2 separate regions of the Rattus norvegicus genome follow, and region 1 is linked to region 2. A link is a contact called in public HiChIP or PLAC-seq data. All regions are on one chromosome and are shown on one strand. The core of a region is the stretch at or near the end of the contact, and the rest is flanking DNA. Distances in the headings are between cores, read along the strand shown. Region 1 has its middle 4.6 kb from the start of Mir3591. Region 2 overlaps Nedd4l (NEDD4 like E3 ubiquitin protein ligase).

Region 1 (5,815 bases), core at 1,957-4,456, 43 kb after region 2:
TATTTGGTTTATGTGTGCTGACTGCAGACCATTGTCGAGGGAAACGGTGTAGGAACTCAAGCAGGGCAGGCCTCTGAAGCCAGAACTGGGACAACGTCCATGGAACAGTGCTGCTCCTGGCTTGCCCCTCCTGGCTTGCTCCAGCTTGCTTTCTGATACACTCCAGGACCACCTGCCCAGGGCTGATGCCCTACTCAGTGCTCTCTGGGCCCTTCACATCAATCATCAATTAAGAAAACGACCCACAGGCTTGCCTGCAGGCCACTCTGATCAAGGTGTTTTTCTCAGTTGAGGTTCTTTCTTCTCAGATGACTATAGCTTGTGTCGAGTTTACAACGAAACAAACATATGGGGTTAAGTCTACTCTCTGAAAACCACAGACTAATGGGCAATAAATGAAGACATGGAGGTCCTCTTCTTTCTATTATTAAAAAAGAAACCTGTATGTGACTTAATTGACCTTTCAGACATTCTAGGACACGTCTGCTCTGTACTGTTTTAACCAATTATCAGGTTGATTACTGGATTTGGATGCTAGATCTGTCTTACGTTTCACAAATTAGCACCAGAAACCCACATGTGAACTGTGTGTAAGTTGCCATAGCAAATCAGTTATTTGAAGCTTTTCAGGTTCTGGGATAGTGGTACGGATGGGTGGTCTGGTTTCAAATATATTCTCTGAGAGGCATCTTTAGTAAAAACAAAATCTGTGACTTGCCTGAATGAACTAGTATATGCTTAGTCAAGTTGACAGGGTCAGATCAACCGTCAGAAACAAATGCATTCATCCGTCAGCCAGCACTTATCAAATACATACAGAGTAGCTTCCCTGTGCCCTGCACAGCCCTAGGCCTTGGGGGGTACTTTTTTTTTTGGTTCTTTTTTTTCGGAGCTGGGGACCGAACCCAGGGCCTTGCGCTGCCTAGGTAAGCGCTCTACCACTGAGCTAAATCCCCAGCCCCTGGGGGGGGGGGTACTTTTAAATAAAAAAATGTCTGACGATATTTCTAGGAATGAGCAATCCCTGTGTGCAGTCTATTAGTGTACAGTCCTCATGGCCCCAGTCACACTTAATAAGGAGCCTAGTGAGAAAACTGCCAATGGATTCTAAGTTCCTCGTTAGAGAGCACCCCGGAAGTACATCCCACACATCCAGGATGCACTGCAAAGGCTTTAAGACCATGAGTAGCTTTGTATAAAGGAAAAAAAAAAAAAACAACTCACGAAGTAGATTTCTACCTTCTCAATGTGTTTCCCCCAACAGTTTCTTTTTTTCCTGGCAAGTCAACTGTCAAGAGGAGATCAAACACCCCTCCCCCAAAAGAATGAATATCTTGGCAATCTTTCTTGTGTGTCTTTTTATGGAGATAGCATGACCCGAGCAAGTAGTGACCTTTGCCATCATAGGAATCACTCCCCAGGCACATGGTTTTATTGGACCTTTGCAACACAGGGCAAAGGTGGCCCAGGTTTGGTCCCCTCCCATAGATGGCAGGCTGAGAATGGTGCTTCTGGTGTCATCTGCCCATTCAACCACAATACATTATGGATCTTATAAATCGAGAGTCCTGCTCTTTAGCCGTCCTCAATATGGTTCCTCCACAAAAGCCTGGGTTTCGTGGCTGAGTCCTTGTTGAAACTGAGTTAATTAGCATCCTCAGCTCTCCTCGGGTCTGTCTCTGGTAAACACTGAAGGGAAAGCCCGACAGAGGATGGGTGTGCAACAATCCCCATGAAGGTTCACAGTACAGAGGAAGTCAAATATTCCAGAACACTCTTGTTGAAGAAAACGAAAGAAAAGGAACATTTATGAGGTAGTTAAAGTGCCCAGACCTGGAGCAGCCATCTTAGAGACCTCCTCACTGAAGTAAGATGCAGAGTCTTCTGGCTCCAAATTATTCTCAGATTTGAGGGCGATGTCTGTTCTGTTCCATCATGCTGAGGCCCTAATTAGCTGGAATTAACCCAGGAACATAAAGAAGGGCTTTCTGTGTTCTCTTCTACTACTGTGGCTCATTAAATGGCGTATTATGATTACTGCCTACATCATTCCTCATTCAAAATAAAAGACCTGTTCTTTCCGTAGGTTTCCAAGGGGCACATACAGAAGGCAGAAACATTCATGTGTCTACTTTGTGTCTCTGTGTGTGTGCCCATGTGTGTGCATGTGTGCATGTTCCCTGGTTGCTTTCCACCTTGTTTTTATGATACAGGGTCTCTCACTGAACCTCAAACCTAGAATTTAGCTAGCCTGGATGGCCAGCAAGTTCCATAATCCAACATGGGATTGTACTGTGTTCACTGTTCTAAATGTGTGTCCTGGGGGGTCAAACTCAGGTCCTCATGCTTGTGAAGCAAGTTCTAGACTGACTGAGCCATCTCCCCAGCCCTGACACCTCCCACTTTAAAGACACTGTTTATACAGTCCTGCTGCCTCAGATCTCTGGTGATAGCATACTTCCCCAGGATCCACTTTCACCTCCTCCCCTATCCCAAGAAAGCTATGACCAGCAGTTTCCAGGCAACCATTCCTAGGGATGCATACTGGCTGACTCCAAGTGCTGTTTGCAAGATGAAAGGGTCCACTTAGACATGTGTTACTTAAAATCACTCTCAACCTGGGGAGACAACGGAGGATTCAAACAGCCACACCAACCAGCTTTCTTCTCAGCAAACAGGCTACTTGAATCTTTGCGGGTCGCACTAGCGAGGTCTTTCTTTAGTCCGTCTTTCCTTCTTTGCACTGTGTGTTCAGTAGACATGTCAATCACCACTCAGCGTCTGTCCTGCTTTCATCTGGCTCCAAGGGAGCCACCATTCGACAGTGGCTCCTGCAGACGCTCCTCTGGACCTTTTAAAAACATGTAAAACTTACATTTGCATCCTTCTCAGAGGAGATAAAGGAAGGCTAGAATTAGAAACCAGTTCACTCTTTGTTCTGATGGGGAACTTGAAACCGAGGATTCTAGCATTTATAGCAGCTTTAAAAACATGCCCGCTCCTTAGCTTCATCAGCATGGTTTCTGTAGTTACTATGCAGTAGGTATTGTACTGGACTCTGGGGCTATAAAGAACAAGACTGAGTCCTTTCTCCAGCCTTTCCCATTTAGTAATTGGATGGACGCCTAAACACATCCATTCCTCACTGTGGTTGGTGCCAACCCAGAGGCACAGACAGGGAGCCAAGGGCTGTGAATTAGATCCTTTATTTCTCCCCAGAGAAAGAGATCTCAAGTCTTTGATGTCATGATCTGACTTTGTTGGTGTTGGGAGAGCTTCCTCCTTGTTCACTTTAAAGATTCAGAAGCTAACAGGCCATTGTTCGGGGCTCTGATGTCACATCATCTGACCCTGCTGCTTTTACTCTGCGATTTGCCAGCTTAATGAACTGCTGAGGATCTGCTCAGGGGTTGGAAGACGAGGCTGTATGTTTTTCAGTGACACGAGAAGAATTTTAATTTCCCAGAAGAGCTTGGCAGGATGTGAGCTGCCTGGGTTGACGAGGCACTTACGGAATCAGGTCACTAGGTTTCTCTCCTTCCTGACTGCCTCTTTCCAGCCACCAAAAGCCTACAGCTAAGTCCCTAGATGAACACCTCACTACCTGCCCTGCAGACGGCCATTAGAGCAAACCCACAGTAGACACCACCAGTAGACAGGTGGGGACATCTGCTTTCTTCTCTTCGGTATTGAATTTCCTTCTCTGCTTTGTGCTTAAAAAGGAAAGGAGCCAGACACAGGAGCTCACAGAGCTGGCCGCTGGTGACTCAATTTAACAGAGAAAGCAGAACTGCTATGTGCACTCTGAAGGAAGCTTATTGTGGCATAAATTTAATGCGTCCTTGGGATGCTACAGAGGGCGTACCGATGAGCAGGCAAAATCTGATATTGACCCCCCTTACTCATTGACTCGACTGTCACTCAACTACGTGATCCTACTTGCTACCTGACAGCACTGCAATTGCTGGCCACTGATCATCTGAAGAGGAGACGATCTTTTAGGGTCTGCTTGTGGTCCTCTAGTGAGGTCACAGACAGGGCAGTAGGACCTTGGAAGTGAGTGTGGAAGTGAGTGTGACGCCCCTGGACTTAAGGAGGGGGATAGCATCTGTAGCAAGTGAGACTAAGGCAAGAGTAAGAGTTGGGATGCAGCTGTTGCTAGTGCTTGTCCATGGTGCCCAAAGCCCGACCGACTCCCAGCACTGTGCATATGCCTGCAAGCCCAGTGTTTGGGCGTAGAGATGGGAGGATTTCAAACTCAAGGTCATCTTTGACTTCATAAGGGGTTCAAGGCCATCTTGGATTACATGAGACGTATGGGGGTAGGTAAGACAAGAGTAGGGCGTCCAGCCCTTCTGTTGCTCTCCAAGTCATTCAGGGACCATAGCCAGGGAAACCTCAGTTTTCACTTTGGTAGAAGTTAAATTACCTTCAGGTTTCTAAAGCATTCCCTAGGATTCCTCCAAGAAAACCACTGAAGTATAACTCTGGAATTTATGGGGAGCATAGGAGGGGGTAGGAAATTTCTCTCTTAAAATGCAGCTGTACTCCCACAGAAAAGAGTTTATTTAATTTAAAAAAGGAATTTGGTTCTATTATGCAAATGACTTAGGACTGGGGTGTGTGTGTGTGTGTGTGTGTGTGTGTTTGTGTGTGTGTAGTGTGTGTGGTGGAGTAGTAGTAGTAGTAGTAGTACTAGTAGTAGTAGTAGTAGTACTAGTAGTAGTAGTAGTAGTAGTAGTAGTAGTAGTAGTAGTAGTATGAGAAAGAGGTATGAGTCTCAGGGTCAAGCCCAGTATTAGAAAAGGGCTATTCCCTCCACCCTTTCATTCCATCGCCCCACACCTCCTCCAGCCCTAGACCCCCAACCTCTCCCAGCAATGGACAAAGCAATACCTTGTTAATGGTGTTGTTCTTCTGTCAGTCAGGGGCAGAGCAGATGGCATCCTAGTTTGGTGCCTGGCTTGGTGGCCACAGCTGTGTTATGCCTGAGACTCATAAAAAAAAAATCAGATAAATCCAGGTGGCACAGCACAGTACAGGAGGAGGAAGACAGAGAACGGCAGACCACCATGTCACCCACAGATCCGCCCTCCAGCACACGGCAGCAGGCGGGCCATTGACACCCGCTTGCCACCACACAGCATGGATGGAGGATGTCACCCAGGGGACTGTCAGCTGCATGACCAGCCTGCATCTGGGGCCACCACAGTGTGTGATAGTCAGATGGGAGAGAAAGGGAGGTGAAGCAGCTTGAACATTATGGAGAGAGACTCACGGCTATGGTCTCCATGTCTATGGCCCATATTATGATTATACAACATGGGGCTGTCCCTGGTTGTTGAAGCTGTATGGGACCATGTGGACATCCAAGGGCCCCTCACTGTATACAGTTCTCTGGAGAGCTGTCCTATCTCTCACCAGCTCGCTTAGGAGAGCAGCAGCACTTAGGAGAGAAGCCCTGCACCTTGCTATCTGCTACCCCTTTCCCCACTCATGCCCCTTGCTATCTGATAGTCGGGAAAATTGACCCTGGGGTCATGAGAGCTGACCCTACCCCTCCCTGCGCTGGCTGCAGCACTTGGGAGAACAGGCCCTGCACCTTACCTGGAGCTGGCCCTGATGGCAAAGGCAAAGCCCTGAGGGTGGGAGAGTGGGAGAGCTGGCCCAGCCTCCTGCCAGTGGTGGTATTGGGTAGCTTAGACAGAGCAGTGCTGGAGAGCTTGCCCTGGTGGTGTGGATAAGGGAGAGCCAACTGACTTACCAGCACAGCTACCACCCAGACCCAGATCCAGGGCTCTGAATTGGCTCACCC
Region 2 (5,783 bases), core at 1,968-4,467:
TACTTCGTAAGCGACACTTTTGTATTCTCTGACACATGGCCTATTGAATGCACAGAGATGGAGTCTAGTGTGTGCTCTGTTGTCGGGCCTGTCTCTGATCTGGGGGGTGGGGAGGGCCTAGCAATAGAAACACCAAGGAGATGTGTTGCCTGTGACAGGGCGGCGTGAAGGGAGAGCTCTCAACCTGCGTGTCCCACCCGGTTTACATCTGATCAATTTCCTTCCCAGTTGCTGATGTGCGGCCTTGGTGATGTGGACGTGAATGATTGGAGACAGCACTCCATTTACAAGAACGGCTACTGCCCCAACCACCCTGTCATCCAGTGGTTCTGGAAGGTAACGCCAGCTCTCTAGGCCCAGCCTCTCTTGGCTTCAGGCTCTTCCTCCCAGTCAGGGCAGAAGTCCTAAGCGCTGTGTCAGGTGCCCGCTGGAGAGCTCAGAGCAGGATCGTCCTCCTGCATGGGGATGCTTTTGAGCTGGCTCATCCCTGTGAAGAAATCATTTTCTCATTTTTTTTTCTCCAATAGCCATCTTGATTTTTATATCTTACAACCAAAGATGCAAATTAAATTTGACCATCTCAGGGCCAATGTTCCTATTCTGTTGGGCTCAGGAAAGCTTTAACCAAGACAGTAAACCAAACATTTAAAAAAAAAAAAAACCAAAAAACAGCTAATTCCTCTCCCACAAAAAAATTTATTTTAATTAATAGTTTATTTACATGCACAAAAAGGAAATCAGCCCTGCATGGTAACATATGCCCTTTTCTTTTTTATAGACAGGGTCTCACTATATAGCCTAGGCTAGCCTCAAAATAGAGAGTCACCTGCCTCTGCCTCCCAAGTGTTGGGAATAAAGGTATATGTCATTAGTTCACAGGCCCATTTTTGACTCTGGTTTCCTTCTATTTGTAAAATGGCGTTAGGGAATTTTCTGTGGCTCTGTGTCACCACCTGGCTTCCCCTTGTTTAGATAAGTCTGGAACACTGCCTGGTTAGAACTGGCTTCAGGGAGACCCCAGATCTCAAACCCAGAAACCTGAGCTTGAGCCCATCGAAGGGTTTTCTTTTTATATTATTTATTATGGTCTGCTGGCAAAAGGAAAAAGGGACCCAGCAATTCTAAGATTAGAGAGGCTGGGGTTTATAGCAACTGTTAAAAGGGGGGAGGCAGAGTCATGGTAAAGGCGATTCTGTGGCGCTGTTACAATGTGTGGTGAGGTGTGTGAGGTGACAGTGACCTTCTGCCTCTAACAGGCCGTGCTGCTGATGGATGCTGAGAAGCGGATCCGGTTACTACAGTTTGTCACAGGCACCTCCAGAGTACCCATGAATGGATTTGCCGAACTTTATGGTGAGTATGGCGTGCCCCAGAATCTCCTGTCCTCCTGTGAGGACCCAGGCAAGCAACATCCAGCCATCTTGGTCCCATTCCAGACCAGATGTACCTGTGTTAGCTCCACAGGGACCCATGGAGTTGTGGAACAGAGGGCTTCAGCCAGCAAGGACTGAGGCCGTGTTCGCTTTTTTGTACAGAGACCTCCTCTCGTCTTCCCTCCCCTTCCCCCATAGTTCAGGTTTTTTGGTTCCGCTTATAAAAGCAGATGTTTTCAGAATCACCCTTACGGTTGAAAGCGCCCACCTCCAGCCTGCAGGGCTCTTTCCGTTCTGTGAGTCAAAGCTCACATTGTGTTACTTTCCCCTGAGGTAGAGACCAGGGATTTCCCACAGGACTCACCCGGGCAGACCGCACTCTTGAGAACCCTTCCCCTTTTCCCTAAGTCCCACCACAACTTTGTCCCACTGCTTCAAGCCTGTTGATGCACCTTCTTCCTTTTTTTGCCCAGGTTCCAATGGTCCTCAGCTGTTTACAATAGAGCAATGGGGTAGTCCTGAAAAACTGCCCAGAGCTCATACATGGTAAGTAACAAAATCCTTGTGAGGGCTGGAGAGATGGCTCGATGGTGCAGAGCATTCGATGCTCTTTGCAGAGGACTAGGGTTTGACTCACAGCCCCTACATGATGTCTCACAGCCATGTGTAACTCCAGGTCCAGGAGATTTGACTTCCACAGGGCACCAGGTACACATGTGGCACACATACATGTAAGCAGAGCATGCATACACATAAAAATGAATCTAAGGCTGGCTGATCTCAGGTGCCAGCTGGGTGAAGCTGTCGTGGGAGCATAGAACACTGAGTTCTGCCCACCAATAGCTTCCAGTGCAGAAGAACAACTGTGTAAGGTGACCTCTTACCAGGAAGGATAGCCAAGTGTAAGCCGTGACTTGGATGGGCCCAGTGTCCTTGCAGGTTGAAGGGTTTAAGTCTCTGTGCTCCCAGGACTCCCCCTAAACCGTCTTCCCATCTATTTTAGAGCGGAGACTTCCTTGCTCACCGTCTCTGAGTACAACAGTCCCCTACCTCTCATACATTTGGGGTTTTTTTACTCCCATTTTTAACTGGTTGTTTCAAAATAAGGATAAGAGACAGTGATGGTTCTCCAGGTGAAGGCTCTCACCATCGAGCTTTACAACCTCAGTTAGCTCCGTGGGACCCACATGGTGGAAAGAGAGAACCAACTCCTGCCAACTGTCTTCCCACCAGATGTGTGCTGTGGTGTGCACACATGCGTACAGTAAACAAATGGTTTTTTGTTTTGTTTTTTTTTTTTTTAATAAAACTAAGAACAAAATTCCCCATAGCGGCATCAATTCAAATGGTCTGAGTGACCTGGGGGCTGTGGCACCATCAGCTCTCTCTGACTGGAGAGGGAGGAGGAAGCCCCAGGAACCGGCTTGAGGAGGGTCACACGACACCCAGGACAGGGACAGACACAGCCTAGTAGATTTTATAGCAGCATTCAGCAAGCTCCTTCTGGCCCGTGTCTCTGCATAGGCTTTTGCTTCCTTCTTGATGCGGCCTGCCTTTCTCAGCACGAGGTTTAAAAGCCCATGCTGAGCTGGCATGGGCACCCTTTCTCCCCCGCGATGCCTGCACAATCCTTCCAAAACGGTCAGTGGGGGAGCAGACTGCTGTGGGTGCCCTTACCTCTCCAGAAGGACCATCTGTCACTGTGCGGAATGGCCAAGCCACCGCCTGTGTGGTCCTTACCGACAGGCACGCTATTGCAGAAATTGGCCATTCAGAGCGGGTGCTGTCTACAGTTCTCAGCCTTTATTCTAGGGAAGGAAGTCTGCAGAATTTCAGACAGCTTCCTTCCAGGGCTAACTGACCACCCTTTTTAAATGCTCTTGAGCTGGGTAAGAGAGAGCTACTCAACAGGGCTGAGTCGCCTTACTTGGCATCTTTTGGGCACTCGGCTCCCAGCCCCTTCTGAATATATTCTGATCCAGCCCTCCCGTACCCCTGGGAACAGTCTCTCCTCTTTTTGCACTTGAGCGGACAGAGTCAGAGAACTGAGATGACATGCCCAAAATCACAGGTCGAAAAGGCAGAATTTGAACTTGCCCGCAAACAAGCAGCCTTGATTTCTTGCTGAGGCTATCCCTGTATTCAAAGACCTCACCCTTGAAGGGTGAGCTAGATCCTCCCTGCCCCAGCTGAAGCCCTGTTGCTATGGAGCTTTTAAAGAATGCAGCCCTCCCCTCTCCTCCCTCCCCTCCCTTCTCTTCCCCCCTCCCCTCCCCTCCCCCCGCCCTCTCTCTCTGAACCTCACTGGGAGGCAACTGGATAGCAGATGTGGTTCAGTTTTCTGGAGCCCAGGACAGGGTCTGCAACCCTCCTAGGAATGGGGCCCATCCTGGCTTTACCTTCTTGCTTAAGGATGTGCATGTATGCGTGATTGGGGGTGGGATATATACATATATAACCTTACCTGCTTCACACCTACAGCAGTTGGTTCAGGCATGGATAGTGTGAGTAGTAGTCTGTCCATCCTTCATTCCTGAGGTGTGCATGCCTCGTGCTCCGTGCATTTTCTTTTCTTTTAAAACGAGGGGCTTTTTGTTTGTTTGTTTGTTTGTTTGTCTTTTGTTGTTGTTATTTTTCTTTTTTTTTTGTTATAACACTGTGTGTGTGTGTGTGTGTGTGTGTGTGTGTGTGTGTGTGTGTGTGTGTGTCTGTGTGTCTGTGTGCGGGCGTGCGTGTGTGTGTGTGTGTGTGTGTATGTGTGTATGTGTGTGTGTGTGTGTGTGTATGTGTGTGTGAGCGTGTGTGTTGTGTAGGATGGGGGGTGCGTGCCACCAGTGTGGTCAGAGGGCAACTGCAGTCAGCTCTCTCCTTCCACCCTCTTGTGGCTTCCGGTCATTGAACTAAGACTCCAGCCTGCAAGCAGCTGGACTTGCTGGGCTGCCTCACCAGCCCACATTTTTGTCCATAGATGTTGGTGCTTGTCTTCTCTTTGACTCTCCCTGTCAGCAGAGAGTCCTGGACAGTTGGAAGATTCATTCCTTTTCCCTGTTGATTGTATGGCGTCAGCAGTTTCATAGCTCGAAGGTGGCTTTGGATGATAAAAGCACGACTGTCTTTTTAATTCCCTCACTCAAACAGCCAATGCCTATTAGCCAAAACTGGGACACACACACACACACACACACACACACACACACACACATACACACACATATACACACATATACATACATATGTATATATATGGTTCTATGTACTGCTTGGGCCAGGAGAATGGCGGCCGCTCACCTCTACTTTCCATCCCTTTGGCAGCTTTAACCGCCTTGATTTACCTCCGTATGAAACCTTTGAAGATCTACGGGAGAAGCTTCTCATGGCCGTGGAGAATGCTCAAGGCTTCGAAGGTGTGGATTAAGGAAGGCCTCGGCGTCAGGGCACCGCCCTTCCAGCAAGGTCCGCGTGCACTTTTGCATTTGCCTAGCAGACTTTTGCAGAGCCCGTGGCAGAAGCAGTTGCCTGGCCTGGCTCTGGAGCCCAGCTTGTCCGGGCCCTGCCCGAGTTCCGCCAGGGAACCCAGCCCCGCTCAAGTGCCGCCCCCTCACCGCCGATAACTCAACTGGTTGATGTGTACACTGATTACAGGAGGACTTGTTCTATTTATGTTGTGCCTCTGCAGGCAAAGCCCTTAATAAATATTTTGCATACTCTCTAATGACAGTGAATGGAATTAATCACGCTCCAGGTATAGTATTACAACTCATGTTTACTTTTTAAAAATGATTTAGACTGATTTTCAGATTTTATTTCATTACAATTAAAGATGTCTCATGTACTTGGAAAAGTGAGCATATTTTTTTTGTATTTGAATTTCATATCAAGCTTAATGTTGGTGACATTTTTTTTTTATTTTTGAAGTACTTTGACACTCCCAGCCTCCACTTTGTTAGAATTGGAAGACTAATTTTTCTCCAAAAGCCTTCTACAGACAAATACTTTGAAAGAACTTCAACTATAACATTGAGCATAATATTTTTTCCATACTCAGATTGAAAATAAACTGGATATTACCTTTTTTTTTTTTGTACAAATTTAGAGACTAGGTCCAGGCTGGAAGAATTGTAACATAGCATGATATCTTTGTGTTAACTTGAGAGGAATGACCCCACTGTCCCTTAGAAGTTCTGACGTGTGCCATCATGCATTTAAAGACAGGACTGGACTGTCATCTTGCATCAGAAACCATTACAGTTTCCTGTCGCTGTACAGCCTCCTCTGAACTCTCTTTTCTCTTTGGTGTTCATAGAGACATTTCCAATGGCATTGCTCCATTCAAAACCAAGGAAACCAGAATCACTGATCTTCTGTCTCTGATGATTGCTAAACAATAATCAAATAACCCTTCTTTGCTGT

What was found. HiChIP or PLAC-seq counts read pairs in DNA pulled down with a chosen protein or histone mark.
Region 1: an H3K27ac HiChIP or PLAC-seq map of oligodendrocytes shows a contact between it and region 2, with 4 times the contacts expected there. The contact joins two enhancer-like sites. A contact is called at or near these places in 7 of 12 Hi-C or Micro-C datasets (the A7r5 cell line, the Rat2 cell line, frontal cortex and 2 more) and 1 of 1 datasets of contacts at active chromatin or transcription factors (oligodendrocytes).

What each region holds. Positions count from the first base shown.
Region 1 is chr18:61,030,620-61,036,434 of GRCr8, forward strand. It overlaps the pseudogene LOC134482951 and the pseudogene LOC120098375. Among named protein-coding and RNA genes, the nearest start is that of Mir3591, 4.6 kb to the left of the region's middle. Within about 2 kb of position 3,207, at least 49 of the 93 cell types and tissues checked have an H3K27ac peak or open chromatin away from gene starts, as enhancers often do.
Region 2 is chr18:60,987,219-60,993,001 of GRCr8, forward strand. It overlaps Nedd4l (NEDD4 like E3 ubiquitin protein ligase), which reads left to right. Exons shown (of 31, transcript NM_001401320.1): 28 at 229-336; 29 at 1,257-1,353; 30 at 1,847-1,919; 31 at 4,686-5,783. The coding sequence ends at 4,788. Among named protein-coding and RNA genes, the nearest start is that of Mir122, 39 kb to the right of the region's middle. Within about 2 kb of position 3,218, at least 28 of the 93 cell types and tissues checked have an H3K27ac peak or open chromatin away from gene starts, as enhancers often do.